Linked DNA regions of Cyprinus carpio: region 1 is linked to region 2. Evidence: chromatin contacts called from public Hi-C data. All regions are on one chromosome and are shown on one strand. The core of a region is the stretch at or near the end of the contact, and the rest is flanking DNA. Distances in the headings are between cores, read along the strand shown.

Evidence for each region. A called contact is a pair of places that touch in the nucleus more often than the background predicts.
Region 1: a Hi-C map of skeletal muscle shows a contact between it and region 2, with 3 times the contacts expected there. The contact joins the promoter of LOC109113041 here to the promoter of LOC109108212 in region 2. A contact is called at or near these places in 2 of 8 Hi-C or Micro-C datasets (both in skeletal muscle).

What each region holds. Positions count from the first base shown.
Region 1 is chrB20:17,437,743-17,441,879 of ASM1834038v1, forward strand. LOC109113041 (kinase D-interacting substrate of 220 kDa B-like) reads left to right here and starts at 2,510. Exons shown (of 30, transcript XM_042746839.1): 1 at 2,510-2,683. It also overlaps the pseudogene LOC109112772.
Region 2 is chrB20:17,248,700-17,253,143 of ASM1834038v1, forward strand. LOC109108212 (transcription factor E2F1-like) reads right to left here and starts at 3,101. Exons shown (of 9, transcript XM_042747364.1): 1 at 2,873-3,101; 2 at 2,661-2,871; 3 at 1,037-1,176; 4 at 889-950; 5 at 581-782; 6 at 321-461; 7 at 121-235. The coding sequence starts at 2,973.

The DNA.
Region 1 (4,137 bases), core at 1,260-3,759, 190 kb after region 2:
CTTAGGTTCTCCAACTCTCAAGTTTGTGTATGATGTCATCACATGGGCGGCGACACAGATAGCCATTTGTTACACAGTGGTTCCCTTCGTTCTGCTTTCTGTGGGTCCCTCGCTCAAGTTCTACAGGTGGGCTGGACAAACAAAAATAGATACTAAAAATGCATAACTTTTTTTTTTTCATTCGTGAATTGTCATTCTACTGTCTCCATCACTTTGTAGGTCATGGTACTTCTGCATCCACATAGGCTGTATACTGCTGGCCATCGCGTTGCCTGTGAAACCACGCCACCTGCGGCTGAAAGAGCAACAGCCTGCTGTACAGCCAAGTCTGGAGAGCACAGACAGCAACAGCAACCAGAAACAAAAAGCCACATGAGTCCTGGAACACCTTACCAATCTTCTGTACACACACAGACTGGGCAAATGTACCTATTCTCCAGCCACACACGAAGAGAGTCAGATAAACTAAAGCTCACAAATAAACCAACCAAGCAGCCTCTGTCTGGACTGATAGAGTAAGTCATCCCTTGGCTCAGTATAGTGGTACTGGGATTGGACAGTGATTTGAGATGATGGTATCAAATCTGACTGGTATAAGAGGAGTTTTATTGCCAAGAAAACACTGTTGTATAGAATTATGTGACCTTGCCTTTGTAATTCAGCTTGTCACAGCAAGTATTAGTGTCCTAATCTGGTGGTCTTGTATTGGGCTTGTAAATAGGATTTTCTTGCAAGGGACAAGGCCGATACTACTTGCAGAAAGCTGGCAACATTATATTTGAAAGCAAAGGTTTTTAATGTGGTAGGGGTAAAATAAATATGACTAACTAAACTAAAATCTAATAAAGTAATAATTATGAATTCTAAAGTAATAAAACGAAAAATAATAAAGTCATTGGAAAAAAGGAAAGAAGATCAAAGGATGATGTCCAAAAAAAATGTTTTTTTTTGAAGTCATCAAGACTAAAATTAAGATTTAATTCCATGGCTGCGCCATTAAAAACTGGGCTCTTGGCCGTTTGTCATGTTATGTTTGTTATGGTCTGTTGTAGCGTCTCGTCCATGTAGTCTTCACATAAAACGCTGAAAGTTACACATAATACATTCCAATCTAAAGACCAGAGATTCTTTTCTCATAAACAAAAGTGTTTGTTAGACTAATCCAATCTAAACTGGGAATTTTGGAAAGTAGTGGAATGTTAGAGTAACGTCCAGCAAAAAAAACAAAACAAAAAAATGGATAGTACTGTTAACTGCATGACTTCTGTGAGTCAGGCAGGTGGTGATTCTGTATGCACAGTAATGCACATTTTGTATGGCCTCAGTCAGCTTCAAGGTTTGGCCTGCTTAGGGTTGGAAATGAAGCTGATGTTTGTGTTAAAGATATACGAAAATGTAGAGGATGTCCACTGGATTTGTTTGAAACATTATGTTCTCTGTGTGGATCTAGAACATTTGTTTTTTGGAAATTTAGTGATTAAAAAAGGTCTTTTTACTACTCCTCTGTGATCCGTTTGCTTTCTGATAAACCATTTTGTGAAGGTAATGTGCACGATACAGTTACACATTCATTACTCAGTAGTGAAATGTTTGAAACAATGGTAATTTAGCCTTCCATATTCTCAAATGCCTCAACCTGGATGAACATCTGCCCTTTGCTCTGCAGACATAAACTGTGCACTTTGTGCCGCTACACATAACAATAAGTTACTTGATCTTGCTGACATTATATTATAGGGATGTTAATTCCACTACAGGCACATTTATGTCCAAGCAGCAATTTTTCCTCTTTCTTTCTTTCCGTCTATCTTTCTTTTCTTTCTTTCTTTCTCGCATCTTTCTTTCTTTCTTTCTTTCTTTCTTTCTTTCTTTCTTTCTTTCTTTCTTTTAGTTTCAATTGACATTTATACATTTATTTTACCCTCATTCCAGAACCAGAATTGCATTATTTAGATAATTATTTTTAAGATTCAATTATGATATAATATGTGTTTCTCAATGTGTTCGTGTACGTTTTAACTTTGTAGACACGAGGGAGGCGCTTGATATGTAATGAGATGTTAAATATCACACTGCAACCTTTAATTTCGTCAAATAATGTGAAACAAAATTATCTATTTATTTTTGGTCAAATTATGACAAAACAAGCAAATGTGTTTATTTATGGTACATATAGCAATACATCCACAATACATAATTTGTGATCTTGTGGAAGTAACATGCGTTTGGATCATTTTTGAAACAAGTGAAAGTGTGAAAAGTAGCCTGTTTATTTAATTTTACTTTCAAAAAGGCCACAGGGCGAAGTTTCCATACATGCTAGTTAAAGAAACATCCATAGACTGTTCTGTTGCCCTAGGAAAGACAACTACAGGATGAAATACACAAGATGAAATATCTAAAATAAAAATGTCTACAATTGCTGTGTAATGTAGTATCACTTCCCGTATATACAGTCAACTATCACATGTATTCGTGTGCTGGGCTGAGTAAGGCGTGACGTCACGCCGTGTGTTGCCAGGAAGAAGCTTAACAGGAGCACAGCGCTCTGCTTCGTCAAAATGGCTGTTGAAGATGGTGAATAGGAAGAAAGAAGCGCCGTAGACCGAAAAACTAGAGAGAAATACGCCTCTCCAAACGGACCTTCAGACAGCAGATTATTACAACGTATATTTTCTGTGAGGTACGTCTCGAAACAGAAGGCAGATGAAGGGTTTAAATCGCGTTTGTCGGTTGATGCCGCGTATGATTGACAGTTCATAGCCTCCTAAAGGACAGTAACGAGCATCAAACTGTAGAATTAAGCAGAATCGAACATTTACAGCGAAAAAGATGTAGTTTGTTATGTAAATGTAGTAAAATTCGGTTAATCTGTTCAGGGTTGTTTTGATGGCGATTAATTGGCTGGGCTCTCATAGTGAGTAATGGCACTGCCCGCCCTGTTTATTTCTAGAAATACATTCTTTAATATCAAATTACAATAATGTTTAGACAGTCAAATATATCAGGATTAACAAACACTTTATTACCGGGCAGAGAATGTGCTGTGGTTTGTTGTGCTCTTACTCACGCAGGTTCCATTTATTTGACATTATATAGTTATTTTTAGCCATATTTTCATTTATCTATCTATCTATCTATCTATACAACAATTACTATATTTATTTTGTTGTATTTTATTATATTTGTATGTAAAAATATAGCAAAACGTAATATATAATGCTTAGTTATTTTTGTTGTTATATGTAATAAAGTGTGCTTCTCACCAGCCTTTGTAAATATCCATATAAAATAGAGCACTTCTCGCTATTATAATTGTAGGGCTGTCAGTCATCTAAGCATCTTGCTGTAAACTCTAGGCGTGAACCACTCTTGGTCGCCATAAATAATGCATGATGCCATTCCAGAGCAGACAGCAGGACAGACAGCAGTCACAGCCAGCAATCTAAAGGCATTCAAACAAAAGCAGAGGACAGTGTGACACTGAATGTGCTGGATATATGGTGTCACATAATGGTCTATAAGAATAACTTCGGTGTCGTGTTTCACAGATAGAGCATAAAGAGCTGCTTGGGTTCCTGAGTGAGCTGATGTATTCTCTTTGTTGTTGTCCAGTTGTATGTTGAGAGCCTACCTGTTTTTTTTCCCCATTCTTTTTGAATGTATTGTCTGTATGAACATTCTGTACAGACATTCTTCTAGTCTGTATTGAAGGTTAAATTGAGGGTCACATGCTGGCACATATTAAATAAGCATCAAATGCTGTAAAATATTAATATTAAACATTTATTTGGATTGATTTAGCATTCTGTTCTTCATCCTTTCATTCTATATATCTATTGTTCTGTCTATTAAATTTTTTGTTATAAAATGCTAAGTGTTAAATGATAAATGACAAATTTTCAAATGAAAAATCTTATATAATGTTTGTTATATTGGTTGTTTTTCATTACTATTGTATGTTGTAGCCTATGTTTTTTTTTAATACATTGATGTTTCCAAGAAAATACCTATAGATGCTGGTATGGCAATAGAAATAGACAAATAAATAAATGTATTGATGGGTGAAAAATTGTAAAAGTGTTAGATATGAAATTGTCTTTTTTTAAAATATATTTATTTAAGCTGAATATGTAA
Region 2 (4,444 bases), core at 1,851-4,350:
TATGTAAACAAAAAATGTTTTTTTTGAATGGGATTAATCGTTTGACAGCACTAATTTAAATAATACATTTTAAAATGACACCTAAGACTCAAAGTCTTTCAGCGTGTCTCTCACGCTTACCTCAGTGGGAGTGGGCACCTCTAGCTTGGACTCTTCAGGGGCCCTGATGGCTATTATAGTCTGGTCCTTGAAAACACCAATCTGACAGATGTCCTCATATGTCACATAAGCTGAGGTACAACAGCAGTTAAGACCAAAACACCTGAAACGACTTCTACAACATTTGTTAGAAATACTATCACAGAAATATGAGAGGATATTCAGCATTGTCTTTGAGGTCGGTCAGGGCGAAGAGCTGTTGGGCGCAGTCTTTGATGAGCCAGTCAAGGGCCTCCTCCGTCGACTTCAGATGAAGTAGGTCAGCTTTGGTCTTTCCCAAGCTGCTGTTTGCTGATGGATTCCTTGAACATGTATAGAAAAATCCCTGTGTAAATCAAACCTCTAGACTCACTTCCAACTAATGTATTTCATACCAAATCTTCTTGTGGAACTGTGGAAGTAGCATTCAGTTTAAACTTACATCCACTGGATCTTGTTTTTGGACGTCTTTTTGATTAGCTGGATGCCGTCAAGCACATTAGTGATGTCATACACCCGTCTCTTTCGTGTGCCCAGTTTTCGAGTAACCTCATTGAGGTCAAGGACTCCATTCGGTGCCGAGTGAAGTAGCTGCATGAAGCGTTTGGTCAGTCGTCCAAGAGCAACGTCAGAGCGATTCGGAACTGGAATGAAAATTTAGAGCTTTTTTAACCTTCGGTCAAAGTACATTCAAATTCAGTGCAGCATCAGAAAGTGAATGAATTCAAAACTTTTGAGAACATCCCATACCTTGACTGGTGGATGCCCCTGTTGCTTGATTCATATTGATAATGTTGGGATAGCTAGTTAAACTAAAAGAAAGGACATTGTATAATGAATGGGAAAATAATCAATATTGTTTCATTACTTTCGTAGCAGTTATTTAATGTAGTGTTACCTTCCAGTGAGATACTGTCCTTGTACTTGACTATTCATGTTATGTGAACCATCATCTGCAAGACTGTGGTCTTCATCATCATCTTCCTCAAAATCCTCAAACTCCATATCATAAAGATCATCTTCTGCAGCAACCCCACCCTTTCCAAGACAAAATTAAGGTTAATAAAACTTGATACTGCATAGCGTTATCCAACGTATTTAATAGAAAATCACCCCAGCTATTTGAGCACATGTATTTTATGTGAATCCAAAAATGAATGTGACCATGGATCACAAACCTGTCAGAAGTAGCACATGTATATTTGTAGCAATAGCCAAAAATATATTAGATGGGTCAAATTATCGATTTTTATTTTATGGCAAAAATCATTAGGATATTAAGTAAAGAATAAGTTCCATGAAGATATTTTGTAAATTTCGTACTGTAAATCTATCAAAACTTAATTTCTGATTAGTAATATGCATTGCTAAGAACCTAATTTGGACAACTTTAAAGCCGATTTTTTCAATATTTTGATTTTATTGCACCCTCAGATTCCAGATTTTCAAATTGTTGTATCTCAGCAAAATATAATTTCAATGGAAAGCTTATTTATTAAGCTTTCATATGTATAAATCACTATAACTGGTTTTGTGGTCCAGGGTCACAAATGCAAATGTATTTATTTATTTACTTTTACCCCTTAATATAATAACACTTTCAAATATACAAAATAATGTGAATAGATTTGTTTTTATTCAGAAAGATTTTCACACTGTTCCCAAATATGATCATATGCTATGTGTATTATAATCATGATTTATATAAGGCAGAGCATCTTAATAATACATTAGTAATAAACCACTTCATTATTATACGGCCAAAATACAGTAGTTGTATCTGTATTATGTAGCTTTGATCAATGCATCATGTAAAAAATACTGAATGACATTCTGATGATTTTATTATCTCGGGTGTGCATTATTTTTCTAATAATTCAACGGCCCGTCGTCAATTATTCCTTACATAAACGAAACAGCGCTCTTTGCTTGGAGACGCAGCGGTTCAGCTGTGATTTGTTTGGGATTATTTTAGTTGACGAAATGGAGCAAATCAGACAACAGTGTTCCTAATATGTAAGTCACTTAATATTAACTTATGTATAAAATCAAAAATGTATAAAACTGTTGTATAAATTCAGTTTCCCATTTGCAAACTCCCTTTATAATCATGAAAACCTGTCACTCGCCTAAGTTCATCGCGATCTCACAAACTTCGCTTTAACGTTTTAATTAATGAAGCTCTCTACACTGCACACTGAATCTATTATTTACATCGTCTCTACACTTACATTATAATGAATGACAAAAACTGCAGTCAGCTTTCACGATCTTCATTGGCTGCAGTCTGCAGGTAACGTTATTATGGCCAATCACAAAAGACGCAGCTAACCATAGACAAATATATCGCGCTAGGTTTAGGTGCAGAACTGGGGTGGCTTTCGTAGTCTTTTGAATTGATAAAATATAGAAATAATTTCCAAATAAAGCTCTCTCTCTCTCTATATCTAGCTCTCTCTTATATATATATATATATATATATATATAGTTGGTTGTCAGAATATGCATTGCACCCTTCTAACCTCCTCCACTGGGTCCGAGTGCTCTTCCAGCTCATCACACGAGCTCCAGCCGGAGACCGGTCCCTCTAATGGGGGCATAATAGGGATGGCGTCCGCGCTGATGCCGTTCGGCGTAATGTGATGGCTCAGGAAATGATCCTCGCATATCTGATGTTGATCTGTGATTTCGCGCTCAGTCTCCCGTAAAGCGGCCAGCCACACTTTCACTGTCGTCTTTGGGGAAACTGAAAAACCTCTTGGGCGGACGGCTCGTTTGCTCTCCCGGTCTGAGATCACTGTGGTTTATGCATCCTTGGACCACACACTTCACCATCGTCGCTACACGTTGCCAGTTTATTTCGCTACATTCAATCACATCAACGTGCAAGTGCAATGTTTACACGCAACACGAAAGGAGACGCAAAACAAACGTCACGTGATCCCGTCTGACCAATCAAATGATTAGATTTTCTGCTTCATGTTTTCTCTAGTTGATAAGCCCAACTAGTGACATCTAGTGCAATGGAGAAGTACTACCACACTGCATCCTTTTTAATGTCTGCATTGTCTTTTTTTGTTTTTGTTTTTTTGTTTACGTAGATATATTAATATTTGATATAGGCTTTTATATTTTAGAACGCCAGGAAATTGGCACCCTTACTAACGTCTGCCTTTCAGCCAATCAGATCGACCGAACGCCAAGTTGCGTAATTAATATTCATGAGTCAAGCCTTCACTGTAGTAGGATTTGTAAATGCGCTTGGCGGACTGTGGGGTGCTGTACTGCCGTTTTTTACCAGCAGTGGACAGCAGCAAGCAGCAACAGTCTCTCCAGAGGTGGATGTGGATGTGTGTGGGATTGAATCAGGGCGAACTGGGCTTCCACTGTCATAGAGAACAGCACAGAACTAATACAATAGCGAAACATGGCTACTGAGACGATATCAGCCTGCACCGGATCCAACTTACTACAGCCAATAAGCGAGATAACCAACCTTCCGTTAGATCAGGTACATTTCTGTTATTTGTATTTTGTGAAGTGAGTACCGTTAACGTACAGGAGGCACAAAAACCCTCATCACAGCTTTCATTGGCATCCAGGTCCTTCTACAAATCCTTTACAGGCTGTGCACGAAAACATTTGGTAAGGACGATGAAAACGTTGCATTTTTAATGTTTCCTCCCGAAATTCATGACGTCTTCCTGAGCAATCGCATTTCCGTCGGAGAGAGTTGATGGTTGGCTTGGGAAATGTGTCATTTGCGTGATGAAATGGATGGTGGACTGCTCGAGGATTTACAGAGGTGGACATTAGCGAATTTAATTCATATACACAGATCACAGATCATATAATACAGGGGAGGGTCAGGCACTTTTTTGGAAACGTCACGATGTCGTGCTACCCAAGAGAGTCTTTTAAAGGTGTTTTTTGTGGTTATCATTTCTGTTTGCTTAAAGGTAGAACACATATGTTGCACAGGAAAATGTTTACATAAGGGATGCTGCTCATATAGCCATAGTAATCTGTCTATGTAGACAGCATTTTGGGATGACCATGAAATGCTGTCTAGATAGGCAGCTCACTAGACTTGGAGACACCACAGAGAATGGCAGCCTGGGTAATTGACTTGTTTTGAATCTATGTTCTCTAAAAGACATTGACAAAATAAAAACAAATTCAGTGAAATCACATTGCATGGTCAATGATGTGGTATCATTTTCACCCGGGAAATATTAAAGGAATCTTACCAGGATGCTTTGAGTGTTAGACTTTCTCTGCATTGATAAATATCATATCAAAACAT